2 separate regions of the Zea mays genome follow, and region 2 is linked to region 1. The links are chromatin contacts, called in public Hi-C maps. All regions are on one chromosome and are shown on one strand. The core of a region is the stretch at or near the end of the contact, and the rest is flanking DNA. Distances in the headings are between cores, read along the strand shown. Region 1 holds the start of LOC100282553 (RGG repeats nuclear RNA binding protein). Region 2 has its middle 6.6 kb from the start of LOC109945197.

Region 1 (3,793 bases), core at 677-3,176:
TAGGAAGTAGATCGATCTGCACCAATATCATTACAAGGGCCAGGAAATAGGCTTAGGCTTTAGCTTATTCAGAAAACAGTTGAAGGTGGTACATAGTGATTTTCTCCCTGGACAGGATACCTCATTACTGTTCTTAACAAACGGTAATAACAAAATTAAAATTGGCTTCCCCAAAGACATTACACAAAAAAGACCAAGTTACTTGTCATTGTACTAGGAACTAAATAAAATAGGTTACGGAATTCAAAATTGAATGGTTCTACCCTAAGCAATTTCTAATCTCAGACTCCAAACCAGTCATCAGACAAACATCACATGATCGCAACCCCACTGTCTTACAGTCTAAGATCACGCATATACCACAGTCATATCACAGAAGACACAGCACATCATAATTGGGCAAACAATGTCACTTAAACATTAAATGGACTTAAAAGTGGATAAAACCAAATAAGTTGTCACCTTGTCCTCTTCCTTTTCTTCCTCCTCATTTGCAGTAGCATCCTTGTTATCTTTGTTCTCATCTGCTGCTGGGGCATCATTCTGCTCACCTTGTTTCTCAGCAACAGGAGCAGCCTCCTCCATCTTCGGAGAGTCCTCTGCATCCCTAGTCACAGAGGGCTTCATTAGTACAATTAAACCTTCCAGAGGCATAGTCACAGAAATACTATGCTAAAAACAATATACTAGTCTCCTTACTGGGCAATAAGTTCATCAGTGGCAGTGCCCCAGTTCCCACGCCCTGCGCCATCACGCTTCATCTCATAGCCATGGCCAGTCCCGCTGTGGCGCTCATAGTTTCTCCGTGGTGGCCTCTCAGAGTCATCAGCAAACTCAACATTCCTGTAACCACCACGTCTGCCTCCGCCACGGTACGGGGGACGAGTCTCTCTCTCCCTTTCTCCTTCAGATCCACCAGTTACAGCACCATCCCCATAGCCTCCGCCACCATAACCTCCCTGGAACTCATTGCCATTGTCACCACTGAAGCCACGGTTCTGGCCATATCCCCGTCCACCTCTGCCACGGCCACGTTCACCACGGCCAAAGCCTCCACGAGCTGATGAGCCACCGCCGCGTGCATCCCGAACTGAAAAAAAATGTATAATACAATGGGTCCAAATGAATATTCGTGCTTTCAGGAAATGGAGGCAATAAAAAACCATTTGATATGAACTCAGGCCTGAAGAAAGGTAAAATCCACTTTGCAGCAGCGGAAAACTCGTCATCAAAGTTTACAACTAGCATGATGCGGGATGGATAAAAAAATTCAGAAATATGCTCAAAAGCAGCATTTCGAAATCTGCGAGGGGCACAAGTGCCCGGAGAGCCAGATCTAGCGCAGTAAACAATCACAACTCACCCGTCTGCGAGGGAGGAGCGGGCTTGGTCGGGAACTTGGTGGTCGCCGCAGGCTGGGCAGCCTTCCCAGCAGGCGCCACGGCGGACTTCTTCGCCTCGGCTTTCTGAGCAGCAGCCGCCGCCGCCGCAATCAGCTGCGTCGGGTCGTCGTTGTCGTCGGCGCCGAGGAGTTCGAAAGGGTTGAGGGTGGCCATGGCAGCGGCGGCGGGGAATACTTCAGTAGGATGGCGAAGTACCTGATGAAGATAGTAGATACAAGCACTAGCAGCTTCGCCGGACGGGTTGGGCCGCCATTAGAATGGAGATGAAAGGAGAGTGAGGGGGAAGAAGAGGGTAGGTAGGGTTTTGGGCAGCGGCGGCGGCGGCGGCGGCTAGAAGATGGAAGGGACCGAGGGAAGGTGTGACAAGAAAAAACCCTAGCCGCACTCCTAAGCGATCATATCCTTCCGACTCCGTACCTTTTCTGCTCGGAAGCTCTAGAATTACGTTACTAACCTTGAGATTGAGAATTAATTACAATTTTGTAATTACGCTAATGGCCTTGAGCCCTTGAGCTTGAGAGGCAATTGCCATAGCCCCGTGGATCGAAGGGGTATATGTGGAATGGAATTTATAGGATTTACGGTTTGGGAATTTTTTTTCATCTGAGTTGAGATGCTCGTGGGTTTGGGAATTTTTTTTCATCTGAGCCGTTAACTGCAAATCGAACGGATGAACTTCTGATAGAAAGATGTGTGGGCTTTTTTAGAAGAAAAGTGTATGGTTTGGCTTCGCTAAATTTACCAACACATTTTTGCTCAAGACTATTGAGCTTAGTGTTGACATTTTTTTCGGCGTCAATCACTCAATACGAACCTTGGCGTGCTCTCTGCACAAGGGCGGACGGTCTGCGGCCTGACGCAGGGCTAGGGTTTCCTGTCTGACGCCCGGACGGTCCGCGCGTGCGCAGGGGGCGGCGAAGGTCGCTGGCGGCGCCTGGATCTCGCTCCCGGGAGGGACCCCGTCGGGGAGGAGAGATCCTAGGTGATGTCTAGGCTCGGGCAGACCGACTTAGACTCTTCTAATCGACGTAGAGTCGAAGAGAAGCGGAGAATTTGGGGATTGAGAGGCTAAACTAGAACTAGACTAGAACTACTCCTAATTGTACAGGAAATAAATGCGAGATAAAAATGTTATTGATTCGATTGATGGTTACAAATCGGTCGTATACCTCTGTATTTATAGAGGAGGGGGTTGGACCCTTTACAAACTAATCTCCCGAACTAATTCCGCGGATGTAGCTAACAATCGTAGCACAAAACTCGGAACTCTAATCTATTCTGCGCACGTGTGGACCATCCGGCCCACAGGCGCGGACCGTCCGGACCGCGGACCATCCGGCCCTAGGGTCGGACCGTCCGGCGGTCTCAATTTGGTGCTCAACATATGCCCACGTGCCTTTTGGTGGAGATGAGCGAACCAAAAGCAACTAACTCGATGCGATCACATCGGTTTTCTTAGGCATCTTGCCACCTACTAGGATAGTACGCAAGGGTCTTGGTCCCGATGGTTAACTCAACGGACGTGACCCGTTTAGCTTTGATCGGACTGTCAGTCCCAGTATCGCCGAGTGTCGTACTAGTCCTGACCAATTTGTCATCTTGCTTTCCTAATTTTCTGAGTGTTCTGGCGTAGCGCCGTAGTCGACCAGGTCTTCTCCTTGCAGACCGTGGAACCCTAATTTGTTCTGCGCACGCGCAGACCGTCCGGCCCACAGGCGCGGACCGTCCGGTAGTCTCAATTTGGTGCTCAACACATAGTCTCGACATAGCATAAAATCCAGCACATGTCTAACTTTTTTATTAGTTGTGATGACTTTATATTTAACCAAATCAATTTCATAGGATAAACGATCCAATCCGCTCGTATCAAAAGAGTTATGATAGATAAGTCTCGTGTCACTAAGTCACTAAGGGCCATTTGGTTTGCTGCCTAAGACGTCATAACCTGTCTAACTTTTCTGTCTAAGTTTAGGACCCGGACCTATGTTGGGAACTATGTTTCTCAAAACCACAATTTATAATATTACAGTTCATTATATGTCATGGCATATCTATGTTGTATATTTTACATCAATCCAATCTAACACATGTTTGGAGACATTATTTCGGTTGTAATGTAGGAGGAGACAAGACCACAACTATGTGCAAACAAAAAACTTTGGTCTTTTGACCCAAAAATATCATGGTATGGTAAAATCATGGTTTAAAATATAGAGTTTTTAGATGTGCTCACAAACGCCTTCTAGTCTAAAATATTATGGTATGCTCAAATACCACGATATTGTATTGAGACTAAGGAAATACAATGTTAATGCAATTTTAAAATACCATAGTTTTGAAATACCATAGTTTACAATTGCACATAACACAAATACTACAGTATTACCTTA
Region 2 (3,583 bases), core at 70-2,569, 180 kb before region 1:
CTAAATTACTCTATTTAGTTTCAGTAACTAAATCTGACTAAATAACATTATTTACCATGCATCAAGACCGCACGACCCCCTATTTAATAGGGCGCACGGGGGAAAACATGATACCAAATGCAGCAAAAAAACGCTACTATAGTCCTTGGTGAGTGGAGGAGTAGACTTTAGTTGGGGTTTTCAGTTACCCGGTTTGTATTTTTAGGAACTAAAAGTAAACTATAGTTTAACCATTATTAAAGTTTAATCACCCTAAACCAACAGGCCCTTAATACTCGTTGCCCTCGATTTCTCGCGGAGGAGGGCGCTGGTGACCAGCTGGTGTACAGTACAGTGCTGCATTTCTTCAAGCTAGTGGCTGGTACCTGCACCTGCACGTCAGGAAAAGGAATACGCGGGTGGCCGTTTCAATTGCACTTGCGCGTCGTAAAAAGTCGACATGGACAACCGCCTCATGCGAGGAGTCTCGACACGTGCTCGGTATTTATTTGCGTGGAGAAAAGTCTGAAGGGCATCGATGCGTAGCGTGCCGAGTCGTTCGACGCATCTCTTTCGGCCCGACCGTGGGTCGTTGGACTAATGGATGGGAACGGGTACGCGACGGATGGGCATCACGGAGTACTACGCAGTACTACTACCCTTGCGCACGTGGCGCGTCGTTGGGCTGTTTTTATTAAGAGCTCTCTCATCTCATTTTCTATCACAACTCTTATTTTTAACTTCACTTTATAATTAGTCTCAGCGACCAAAGAGACGTTTCTTTCCACGCTATACGGTAGCTGTAGCTCGATGATTACGTGCGCGTGTACAGGACTGTGCCGACCGGTGGGCTTCCAGATTCTGGACGACACTCTGTCATCATCTTGTTAGGATGTCATTTGAGAATTCTTTTGCCTAGTATTTTCTTTTCAGTTCTCATAGATCCTTGGTATACTACTTGCCCCAATACTTGGCAGATCGAAGTCAATGCCAGCGCACGAACACAGCTGGACCTGGGGCGCATGCAGTGCAGCTTGAGCGACCTGCGGTCTGCGGACATCTGAGGTCGCCGATGGAGACAGGTCATGTGACGGCGTGGACGGGCCGGTTTCTAACGCCCAGTCCAGGTCCAGGCGTTACCTGACTGGGCTGTTGCATGGGAAAGCAAGCAAGGGTATGCGCGCGACATGTGAGTTGTTCAGTCAGATTGCATTTAGTAGGGAGGGGCAGTAGTTTTGTTCTGTTTTTTTTTTTTCTTGTCCGTCGTCGGTGGTGCTAGCCTCCTCACTCTGTCCTACAGGAGCTACCTACCTAGGCTCCATTCGGTGTATGCAGTGCACTGCTCTTCGTGACCACAGGCAGCTGACCTAGCACTGCAGATGATGCTGGTGCACTGCAGTCACCTGCCTGCCACCATGCTGCTGCTGTAACGTGGTGGTGGGATTGGAATGTGTGGCGCGCGCCGGGATGGCCAAACGCTGGGCGTACAGGTTTGCTGTGATCAGCACGGGTTAAGAACCGAATGCTGAATGTATATTTATTGCTATAGTCCTTGTGATCAGCACGCGGAAACTATTTTGGCCCATGAAAGTTTTCGTGTTATTTTCTGTTGTCTAATGGGCCCTTATTGCAAAAGCTCATGTACACGAGAACTATGTAAATGGAGTTAGAGTCTGTTTGATTGGGCTGTGGCTGTGAAAAAAGCTGTTGTGGGCTGTGAGCTGTGAGAAAAGCTGTTGTGGGCTGTGAGCTGTTAAAAAGCTAAAAAGTGTTTGGTGGAAACCACTAAAAGTCGCTAAAAGTTTTTCCATATATATTTTCACAGTTCCATCTAAAAGCCGCTAAAAGCGGGTCTATAGGTGCTTTCAGTTTTGCACTATAAGAAAGTCGGCTTTTAGAAAAAACTGCTTACTAGATCCAGCCCTTTGATTTGGCTTTTAGGGGATAAAAGTCAAAGCCAAAAGACAAACCAAACACGCACGTGTACTATAGTAGTGAGACTCATCCTAGCGGCTGCCTCTCTTCCTAGGGCTGCAGGTCGCTGTTTCTCTCTCTCTCTCTCTCTATGTGCACGGTGTTTTTTTTATCTCTACACGTACGTGTGGATAACACGTAGAGACATTGTTCTTGTAGCGGCGTGTTGATCAACAACCAATGTGACTAGTACGAGTGAATCTGATGATGGTGCTGCTGATACGTGAGAATGTTGTAATCCTGCTGCATCGTCAACCGCGCGCTGCGCAATAGTGGTGATAGCGCTATCTCTACCGTCGTCTGCTCGTATATGTCTCCACAGTCAGGAGGAGGGAACGCAGTCAGTCATGAGATGTGACCCTGATCGATCCAGCACAGTACTGCCGCTTTTAGGCATCGGATGGCATGGCATCCAATGACCCAGCGCCATCGGCTATCTTGTCCTGAATCCTGATTGATTGGGAACGGGACGTACGGGAGGCGGGGAGTCTGCGTCCATGTATCTATCAGACCACCACCAGCGTGATGAGTTCGTCTGCCATCTCTGTCGTGCATATATATGCATGCGCATCATATCGACCCCGTGCAGTATGCGCATGCACACACACAGAGAGACACAGCTCAATCACGGAGTCCACCACGGTTCCTCGGCGAACAGGCAAACAAGACAAACGACCCCATTTGCATCTCCATCATGCCGCGCCTTCCTCCAAGTCTCATACAACCGCGGGGGAGAGGGGGGATGCATGCGCTTGACGGCGCCGTTGCCCACTCGCGCTCGTCGCAGCTCGCAAGGGGCATCCATCCATCCACCTGATAAATCCATGGGCCGGACAAGAAGGGCATCATCGCGTATAGTAGTAGCGTTAGCAGTCGCGCAGCCCAGCGGCATACGTACGTACGTACGTACCCATCGTCGTCTATTCCGTCCGGTCACCTCACGTACTGGCCTGACCACCCATCTGACCCGATCCGCGTGCGTCCAGCGGACACGGCTGGCCGCAGGTCGCTCGCGGCACAGTACGTACAAGAGCATGCATGCATGTAGTAGAGCAGGCACGGCGGTCGCGGTGCGAACAGTGATCTGACTGGCCGTCCCAAGGGTCCACAGGCAGGGACAGCACCAAACGATGTACGTACACCTGTAATGTAATATATATATATATATATATACTAGCTGTATGCCCGTACGTTGTTACGGTGACAACATGTTATGAAAAAATACATTAATATGCAGGAACATTAATCATCATTCCACCTATATGCTCCCCAATGAACAAACTGATGTCAAAAAAACCAAAAGGATGATAAAAAAATCATCAACCAGCTAGTTCATACAAGAGAGTAGCGCTTTCCCAGTCAGCATCCCACATTTTCCCAATCAATATTCCGCATTGTAAAATTCAATTTGGTTCTACAAAAAAGTATATTCAAGAAACAATTGAACGGACTCCATCATAAGTTAATGGCACATTGACATATAGTCGAAGTAAAAGCAGAAAAATGTAGCACAATCGCAAACTTGAAGAAAATATATTTTCAATGCACAAAAAAACATGCATAAAGTCTCGTGCCCGCGTGTTGCGACGTCATACGAATTATTTAATAAAATGTTAGTGCATAATAATTT

What was found. A called contact is a pair of places that touch in the nucleus more often than the background predicts.
Region 2: a contact with region 1 is called in a Hi-C map of tassel, with 1.9 times the contacts expected there. The contact joins the enhancer-like site here to the promoter of LOC100282553 in region 1. A contact is called at or near these places in 2 of 25 Hi-C or Micro-C datasets (leaf and tassel).

What each region holds. Positions count from the first base shown.
Region 1 is chr3:207,703,487-207,707,279 of Zm-B73-REFERENCE-NAM-5.0, reverse strand. LOC100282553 (RGG repeats nuclear RNA binding protein) reads right to left here and starts at 1,926. Exons shown (of 6, transcript NM_001294266.1): 1 at 1,364-1,926; 2 at 700-1,090; 3 at 463-607. The coding sequence starts at 1,556.
Region 2 is chr3:207,885,222-207,888,804 of Zm-B73-REFERENCE-NAM-5.0, reverse strand. It overlaps the pseudogene LOC103652511. Among protein-coding and RNA genes, the nearest start is that of LOC109945197, 6.6 kb to the right of the region's middle. Within about 2 kb of position 1,319, at least 19 of the 20 cell types and tissues checked have an H3K27ac peak or open chromatin away from gene starts, as enhancers often do. A contact at or near this core is called in leaf and tassel, where this site is marked.